Regions from separate parts of the Mus musculus genome. Here regions 1 and 3 are each linked to region 2. Evidence: chromatin contacts called from public HiChIP or PLAC-seq and promoter capture Hi-C data. All regions are on one chromosome and are shown on one strand. Each heading gives the region's core, a stretch centred on a gene start, on an enhancer-like site or on the middle of the called end of the contact. The rest is flanking DNA. Distances are from core to core; before and after follow the strand shown.

Region 1 (3,046 bases), core at 425-2,924, 1.2 Mb after region 2:
ACGTCTCTGACATCCTAGGTACCCAGAGCAGATCTACCTCAACCTCAGCAGCCACCCCAGGCCAGGGTGCCAGCAGCTTTTACAGCCATCTCTAAGCAATACCTAGGAGGAAGCCGACAATCCAGGTTACCACAACTCCTTTTATCTTGAAATACCGATAAAAAATTAAGCAGTCCAATAACGCAGGGTACCAATGGCTTTTATTTCCACTGCTGCCTGAAACAGTAATTCCCTTTTAGAATTTCATGAGTTTGGCCCAGAAAGGAGATACTCGAGGCATTAAACATACAGGAGCCTGGGACACCAAGAAGGCAGTAGCTTCTATTTAAGGGTCTGACTGACACAGCCAGCTGAGTGTCATAGGAAGTGATAAAAACTGAATATATCCCTGTCCCTAGGCCAGTCTGGGAAATCAGGCGCTATGAAATGCATTCCCAAACGTATTAGCCTCAGTGTCGCGCAAGCAGTCTGTTGGACAAGACTTGTGAGATAACGTAGGGGTTTTTTTATTGTACCAGGCACTGTATTAACATAAACTATCAATGGGTAAACACCATCACCTGATAAAAAGAATGTTTTCCACCCCACTGAGCATGAAAGACAGACTCTTAAAAAGCACAAGTCCTAACGTTGTATATGCATAGCTGTATTTAAAACCCACTTGGGGGGGCGGGGAGGATGCAGCTGTCAGTATTTGCCACCTCATGCTGAATGTGGTGGTGTTGAGGTTTGGTCTGCTGCTATGTCTTGTAATGCAAAAACTCTATCCCAAGGTCTAGCTGCCTCCAGATGGTGAACTCTCTTGTATGCCAGCTTTTGTGGTGCAAACCTTGCTCTGTAATTTACAACTATTGGTTAAAATAAGATGCCTACGGTCTTTAGCTGGACCGAGAGAGGTGGGCAGGGCTTCTCATGTCAGGCTTGGGATCTGAGGCAAAGACCATGGGGAGAGAGGAGGAAGGAGGAGGAAGGTACCCTGGGGTTGGTGGATCATGAGCACACGAGTCTGTTGTAGGAACAGACCAGGTATAGCCTGGCAAGTGATATCTCGGAGATAATTGAAACAGACAAAAGAAACAAGAAACAGACAAAATAACACAAAGGGTTGATCTCTGTTCAGCTCTAAAACTTATTATAAATACAAAGCTTCTTGTGTTTCTTGGTTACTAAATTATCTAAGGTGGGATAAAAACCCACAAATAATATTCACCACAGCATGATGGTGCACACATTCTAGTTCTGCCCCTGGGACGGCAGAGACAAGCAGATGCCTGGAGTTCACTCTCCAGCCAGTCTTGCCTAATTGGCTGGCCCTGGGTCCTAGTGAGAGACTATGTCTCAAAAGGTAGGCGGATACTGCCTGAGGTACAACACTTGACCTTAGCCTACACATTCACATCCTTACACATATACCTGGACACATGTGGTCACACACACACACACACACACACACACACACACACACACATACACCCCTTGCAAATTTATCCTTAGTTTACTGGGAAAGGCATTGCCTATGTAAATCTATGAGTGTTAGGAACCACTAGAGATTGCTGGAGAAATAGCTTAGAGGCTCAGCTAAGAAAGAAGACAAACTACGACAAGGGCAGAGAAGGGAGTGAAGGTCAAAGTAGAGACACGGTTGCCCCGTGACACACTGCACTGTTCCACTCTCCAATGTCACATGCAGTTCCTGTTAGTGACCTGTCCCCTCTTCTGGGATGTGAATTCCTTAAATGGAGTGGCTCTGCCTTGTTGCAGAGTCCTGGGACTAATTAGAGGTGGGTCAGGGATGTTGGCCTACTGACGGGGTGCTGAGGAAGCAAAGTGCTAAGGACCCAAAGTGATGCTTATCAGACCCACGACACATTCTCTGTTATCTAAGGGTGCCCGCTATGCTGCCTGGTGTGGGGAATTCCACCCATCCAGCAAGCTCACCCTAAGCATCAGTGTACAAGACAATAACATGTGATTCAGTAGGGACTAAGAGTGTGGCAAAGTGCTTGGGGATTTGTAAACAAAATCTCAGCATCTCTTACAAGTCCCATGGAGCTCCATCTGGGAGAGGGGAGGGGGAGCCAGCCTTCTGCTGCTGCCTGGTCCCCTGGCTTTCATTTTCCCAGGCCCTTGTTCTTCCAAGTTGCTACTTGGAATTGACTCAAAATACATAGCGTTACCAGCAATGTTCAAGTAGCCCATGACAACTACCCCTCCTCTGCAGAGAGGCTAGCGTAAGGGTTCACTGGGAAAGGGACGCCCTGGCCTAGGGTGGAGCAATCTATGTGATTGGTGGTGGTGGTAGTAGGGGTGCCATGTTTTTCTTTAGTTTGGTTTGGGTGTTTGTTTGCTGTTTTGGGGGTTGGGGAATGGTTGACTGCCTTGGTTTGTGGCAAGACACTTGAAGCCCAATACACAGCCACGCCCCCATTCTGGGTGGAGACAAAGCAAAGCTTTGAAGTGAGGTCAGTGTAGTGAGACAGCCAGAAGGGTAGGAAAGGCAAAAGCCAGGCCTGTGGCAGCATCTGCTGTCACTGGGGCCCCTGAGGAAGCACCCAGGAACAGGGACTGGGTGCTCTCATTATCACACCCAGCATGACACCCCAGAACCCCATTCCACATCTAAGTGCAATTGAAGAACTGGATGGCACTGAAGTGGGGTGGATCGGGTTCTGGGAACTGAATGTTGACAATGGACAACCCCCACCCCACCCCCTGCAATGTTACTGTCAAGTTCTCCAGAATGGAGAGAGAGAGGCAGGCGTGCGGTTGCCTTGGAGAATAATGGGCCATCTGAACTGCCTTTGGAAATCTCCTGGTGTAGAGTTCCTCTGCACAGCTTCTTTGTTCCTTTCTCAACATTTGATCCTCTGAGTGCCCATCCAATGAGGAGTTTAAAATCCAGAATACAAGTGCCGAGTGTTCTGGGCCTTGAATTCACAGTGCTGGTCCGTCCTGCCAGTAATTGTTTCCTTCGAGCATCTTTGGCTAAAACAACCAGGCCCCAGCGAGGTCTCTTTACCCCTTGTGCCCAGAAAGCAATGGTCAG
Region 2 (2,719 bases), core at 77-2,576:
TACCAAGCAGGTAAATGGACACACATCACAAAAGGTGACAGCTGACTACAACAGTAAACCTCAGGAGAACAGGATTACTTCATTTTTTTTTCTGGAACATAGGTAGAGAAGGTAGATTTGTACTTTAATTTTCGTTTGGTTAGGTATAAGCATATTTCAATTTACCTGAAAATTGTTCTTTTTTTTTTTCTTGCACCTTTAGGAATCCAATCTGTAGTTATCAGAACGATTGACTTCTTGACTCCAAACGTCCACAGAAGGAACTACATGAGACAATGTCTTGGAGACACATAAAGCATTTTAAATATTTTTAAAATGTCCTTTAAAAGGATATTCACAATCGTAAACACCCAGGACTAACTACTTCAATATACCCTAACCCAGACTTCTAGTTGAAGCTTACATAGAGCTCAGAAAGGGGAGGCAGGACAGAAAGGGAAGAAAAATCAAAGATGAAAGGGAAGGTTTTGCTTTGCGGGTTGGCTCAGGGAAGTCATCTTTTTCTTTGATAGCTGGGGTGGAAACCGGTTTCTTTGGTTCCCAAAATTTGGAGTTTCTAAAGGCCAGGGAGTGAAAGTACTGTACTCGACAGGAACTCGAGGAGGCGTGCACCGTGCCCCACTGTGCAGACCTAGGGACTGCGGGCCTGGCCTCGCCCGGCGGCCGATCCGGCTGCCTCGCCCTACAGGGAACCTCAGAGGGGCGGAGGGAAGGCTGGCCACCGCCCCACCAGCCGGAAAGGAAACCCTCTGCCAGCGGAAGCGGCCCGGGGCCTCCGCTTAGTCTTCTCCCAGCTCCCTCCCTGCGGTTCATCCGGCCTGGCCGGCCCTGCTGTAGGGCGTCAGGGACACTTACCTCACTCGTCAGCTCTGGGAGAGGAGGCACCCCCTGGGGCGCAGGCGGGGTCCGGCTACTCCCACCTCCTGGCCATGACCCTACTAGGAAGTGCAAGCGCAACTTCCGGTGCGAGGGAGTTTTGAAGCCCTAAACTGTAGTTCTAGGTAAGCGATCAGGGGCTCCGTAAAGGGTCTGGCAAGCAAACCGGCAGTTCCCGATCGCGAATTAACTCGCCCAGTGTGGACTGTGTGTGTGCACATCCTCCGTAAGTATACTTACAGGTGCATCCCTTTCCAGACCGCTCTGCTGTTGCCTGGGGTAACGGGGAACCAAAAGCAGGAAAAACGTACGTCAAACGGGTGACAGGAAACGCCTCCTGCCATCATCAATTATGGCTGCCTGGGCTTCAACCGTAACTTCCGACTGGGAGTCGTTTCTCTACCCGGCTGGAGGCTTTTCTCTGTGGCGGAGCTAGCCAGCGGCGCCCAGTGGGCGGGAGACCGCGCACTGCCGCGGAGGAAAGGAAAAGGGCGGGGACAGGGAAGCTGGCGCCAAGGTTTCCCTCTGATTGGGTGACTGCTTTTGCTCTGGCTCCGCCCATCCCTCCTCCCTAGCGAATGCCCAGGCTCGCTCAAGGGGGCTGGGGCGGGGCGATTGGAGCCAGAGTGTGTGGAGGGGCGGGGCGAGTGGGGGAGGGGCGGGGGGGCGGTGGCAGGGGAGCGTCGCTCGGGGAGCGGAGGACGAGGAGGAGGAAGGAGGTGAGCAGGGATGGTGGAGTCCGGGCTCCGGACGGCAGCCTGGGGCGGGAGCGGCACAGGAGCGCCCGTGGGCCGGTTCTCTGCTTTCCTGCCTGTCGGGGGGCCCGGCCGGCCGTCGGTAAGGGGAGGCCCACACGTCCTGACAGGCGCGAGCCGCCGGAGCCGGGGCGAGGCCTGAGGGGTCGGGGCCCTGGGAGGCGCCGCGGCCGCTTTCCGGGGTGCCACGGCCCGGGGCGCCGGAGCCTCGGAGCCGCTGCCCGCGCGGGGCCGGCGGGCGGGACACGGGGAGCGGCAGGCTGCCCCCTGACAGCGCCGGGCCGGGCCTACTGCGGAGCGGGCGGCCGGGACAGCGCCGGGGCGCGGGCGCGGGCCCGGGGCGGCGAGTCAGTCGCGCTCCGGCTGCTCCGGTCTCTCGGCGCCTCCCGGCCGGGACTGCGGGGCTGCCCGGGTCGCGAGGACGCTTGGCGCCGGGCGGGCGGGCGGGCGGGAGGGCGGGCGCGGCCGTAGGGCTGTGGGGTGGGGTCTCTGCGCCTCCACCCCAAAGTCCTCGGCGCTGAGCGGTCTCCTCCTCGCAGACCCTGCGGGACGAGTGGTGGGTTCGGCGTTGGGTGTGTTGCCGAGTGAAAGGAGTTGTGGCCGCAGAGACCGCCCTGCTAAACACGCCTGGTGGCAATCTCCGTGTCGGCTTTGAGGGCTGGAGGAAAAGTAGTGTAACTCCCCGCCCCCAGCTCGGAACGCAGGAGGCTGCAGGGCAAAAAGATTTTCCCCCTAGCCCCTCGGTATCCATTGTTTTGTACCATCCCCTCCCCCATGCCTAGGTAGAAGAATAAGGACTCCAAAGCAGTAATTCGCCCGCCTCTCTCTCTCTCTCCCTCTCCCCTCGCTCCCCCGTCCCTCTCCGCAGAGGTTTGTGTTAACAGTGCAAGTGGGGGGTTTACAAACAGGTGGAATTGCTTGTCTATTTGGGAATCGGAAAGAAGATGCTTTTGGGGTGTGTTTTTTTTTTTTTTTTTTTTTTTTTCATCTCATCTCACCTTTACATTTGGGAGATTCGATTTTCTTCCCATTGGTTTGTATCATTATGAAGGTGATGAAAATAAAAGAGGAAACCCTGTTTTGCGACC
Region 3 (2,700 bases), core at 139-2,638, 1.2 Mb after region 2:
CTAGCCTCCTCAGGGAGGGGCTAGCCTCGTGAGCTTCTCTCCTGTCCATGAGAGGATGTGGACAGGCTGTGCTTTGTGCCAATCAGGGGCTGGTAAGCACAGCTGCTGAGAGTCCCAGAACGGAGTGGGCATGGCATGCCCAAAAGCGGCAGGCATTCCATAGCATGCCCTCCCCTCCCCCTCTTTCCTGGTGCCCTCAGCCTTGAAGGGTTGGCATCACGGGTGTGTGTGTGTGTGTGAGAGAGACAGAGAGAGAGAGACAGAGAGAGAGAGAGAGAGAGAGAGAGAGAGAGAGAGAGAGAGAGAGAGAGAGAGAGAGAGAGAGAGAGAGAGAGAGATGTCCCATTTAAGGTTGAGCATTCCAGAGTTACTTATTCTAAGCACTTGGACCAGTTGGGAGTCTTTAGCAACCACCACAGACAGCACAAGGAAGCGTCTGTGATTAAGGCCGATAGCATCACTAACCTGTGGATGTGAACAGAACTACTTAGAAGGTAGCTTTCAGGCACATCGTGTCCATTTAACAAAATGACAGCAGTAGTGTTCTATTAGGGCACGACTATGTTTTTAATACACACACACACATATAAGTCTATGTGTCTGCATATACACACTATTATGTGTTTTGTTGTTGTTCAAGACAGTGGTTCACTATGAAGCCTAGGCTAGATTGAAATGCACACTTCTTCCTTAGCCTCCTAAGTGCTGGGATAACAGGTGCAGACCTCCTTACTAAGCATGTATCTTCAGAAACGAATGAATTCCTACTTTGTGCTAGTTGTCTCTAGAGGGTGAGTTTTAGTGTTTCTGTTGATTTTCCCATGCTACCTGTTTTATTCTTTTATTTTGCTTCTCACCTGTAACAGGGGTACATTCCCTTGCAATAAGTAAGCAAGCAATACTCTCTAAGTTGGTAATTACTTGTGGTGCATTGTCACAGAACAACAGTCTAGCAGATGTGTTCTCAGTTTTCATAAATATGCATGAGAAAAGCAAAAGCCTGAAGAAGTGTCTTCAAATGTTTTAAGGCTAGACTGATGTTTTCATTTTCTGCCTCTGCTTTTCGGATGCCTCTGTTTTCCAGATGGATCCTTACGTAGATGTGAAACAAATGACATACTTGGGTCGAGCAGTTGTTCTCGTGGGCTGGGGAGAAACTGAGAAACTGGCTTTGGGAAGAGGGAGGGAAGGGGGACCAGGGAGAGGGAGGGAGAGGAAAGGAAAGAGAATGGACAATGAATGGGAATTCTATTGAGAAACAGGCCTTTGATTGTTTAGGTCAAAAGGCCAGAGGAAAACGTTGACGCCTCCCATTTTCTTCCTACCAGGGCAGTGTCTACTAAGAAACTCTAAACCCCCTTAACATTCTTCAGGGGATTCTCAAGTCCAGGGCTCAGAACTATGCATAGAGAGCTATTTGTTCCTGGGTGGAGAGGCAGCTGGGGAACGGGGCTCACTGTTTCAGCAAATATGGCTGCAGGAAGGGGAGCGTTCCCATCAGCCTCTCGCCACAGCGCTGAAAGGCTGTCCAGCTGGCTGTCCAGCAGGAAGATACCCTTAGGTTTTGCTGGGGGTGATAACCTCTGCGAAAATCCAATAGCTATTTCCTGATCTCTCTCTCTCCCTCCCCCTCCCCTCCCCCTCTCCCCCTATTCTCCTCCCCTCTCCTCTCTCTGTCTCCATGCCCCCTCCCCCAAACACACACAAAAGGAAAGGAAAGGAAACAGGGAAAGTTCCTTCTTACTCAAAGCTTCCAGAACAATGGGGCTAAATTGCATGGTCTGATGAGCAGAAGTAGGCCAGGCCTGGATGGGGGAAGAGCAGACCAGACCTAGGAGAGGGTAAGAATGATCTCAGGGAGGGTAAAGCTTTAGGATCACCCCCCACCCCACCCCACCCCCCCCCCCCCACACACACACACACACACACGTACTCCTCCTCCTGCCACATCTGTTACTTCTAACTAGCACAGCTCTTTCTCACTTGCTTGGTGCTCAAAAATCTTAAACTAGCAATTCAGGCAAGTGTCCCAGGGTTCACAGAAGGAAAACAAAACAAAACAAAACAAAACGTTGGCCTAACCCAGACATCAGGAGAACTGGAGAGAGCCCATAAGAAAGTTCTAAAGGTGGGATGGGGGTTACACACCTAAGGGAAGGCAAGGAAAACAAGGTCCCTCCAGCACCAGCAAGGGCAAGGGAAAGGGGGAGGCTAGCAGTTCTCTGTAGCCATGATACAGGACAAGGGAACACAGGACTTGAAAGACAGCCACTGAGGGAAGCAGGGAGCAGGCAGAGTTTGCACACAGTGCAGCAGAGTGCAGCAACTTGGGGCTCGAGCAGGAGCAACGTGGGGTCAGGGTCTGGTGAGTCTGGCTAGCTTCTTTGAAAACCTGGGCACATAGGGGTCAAGAAGCTCTTCTGGGAACCAGGGACCTGGACTCAGGAGGCTGCTGGGTGGCCTGAAAACTGCCCAGACGCTGGAGTCTGCTCAGATGTCTGTCTAGCTATGGAGGTAGAAGAAGGAGCCAAAAATGGAGACGCTGGAGCATGTCCCTGTTCTGCAGTGTGACATCTGAACAGCTCTTCACTCCGTCAAGTGAACCTTCAGATAAGGTGGCACCTTCAGACCACAACACTGCAGTTTCAAGCTGTGCACCAGGTGCATCTGTGCCCGAGGTGCCTCTATGGCCAATTCTCT

The links. Promoter capture Hi-C pulls out the DNA fragments that hold promoters and counts their contacts. HiChIP or PLAC-seq counts read pairs in DNA pulled down with a chosen protein or histone mark.
Region 1: a contact with region 2 is called in a promoter capture Hi-C map of liver, with 6 times the contacts expected there. The contact joins the enhancer-like site here to the promoter of Bbip1 in region 2. A contact is called at or near these places in 18 of 39 promoter capture datasets (the 3T3-L1 cell line, 3T3-L1-derived adipocytes, the C10 cell line and 11 more), 1 of 484 Hi-C or Micro-C datasets (bone marrow-derived macrophages) and 7 of 115 datasets of contacts at active chromatin or transcription factors (acute myeloid leukemia, craniofacial prominence, embryonic forebrain and 4 more).
Region 3: an H3K27ac HiChIP or PLAC-seq map of embryonic stem cells shows a contact between it and region 2, with 7 times the contacts expected there. The contact joins the enhancer-like site here to the promoter of Bbip1 in region 2. A contact is called at or near these places in 16 of 39 promoter capture datasets (the 3T3-L1 cell line, 3T3-L1-derived adipocytes, the C10 cell line and 10 more) and 6 of 115 datasets of contacts at active chromatin or transcription factors (differentiating embryonic stem cells, embryonic forebrain, embryonic stem cells and 3 more).

Annotation. Positions count from the first base shown.
Region 1 is chr19:55,120,342-55,123,387 of GRCm38.p6, forward strand. It overlaps a transcript of Gpam not described here. Among named protein-coding and RNA genes, the nearest start is that of Gm31418, 5.4 kb to the right of the region's middle. Within about 2 kb of position 1,675, at least 66 of the 459 cell types and tissues checked have an H3K27ac peak or open chromatin away from gene starts, as enhancers often do. A contact at or near this core is called in liver and stem cell-derived neural progenitor cells, where this site is marked.
Region 2 is chr19:53,943,301-53,946,019 of GRCm38.p6, forward strand. Bbip1 (BBSome interacting protein 1) reads right to left here and starts at 1,327. Exons shown (of 4, transcript NM_001195338.1): 1 at 856-1,327; 2 at 166-279. Shoc2 (Shoc2, leucine rich repeat scaffold protein) reads left to right here and starts at 1,576. Exons shown (of 9, transcript NM_019658.6): 1 at 1,576-1,713.
Region 3 is chr19:55,142,418-55,145,117 of GRCm38.p6, forward strand. No RefSeq gene overlaps it. Among named protein-coding and RNA genes, the nearest start is that of Gm31418, 17 kb to the left of the region's middle. Within about 2 kb of position 1,389, at least 40 of the 459 cell types and tissues checked have an H3K27ac peak or open chromatin away from gene starts, as enhancers often do. A contact at or near this core is called in embryonic forebrain, embryonic stem cells and liver, where this site is marked.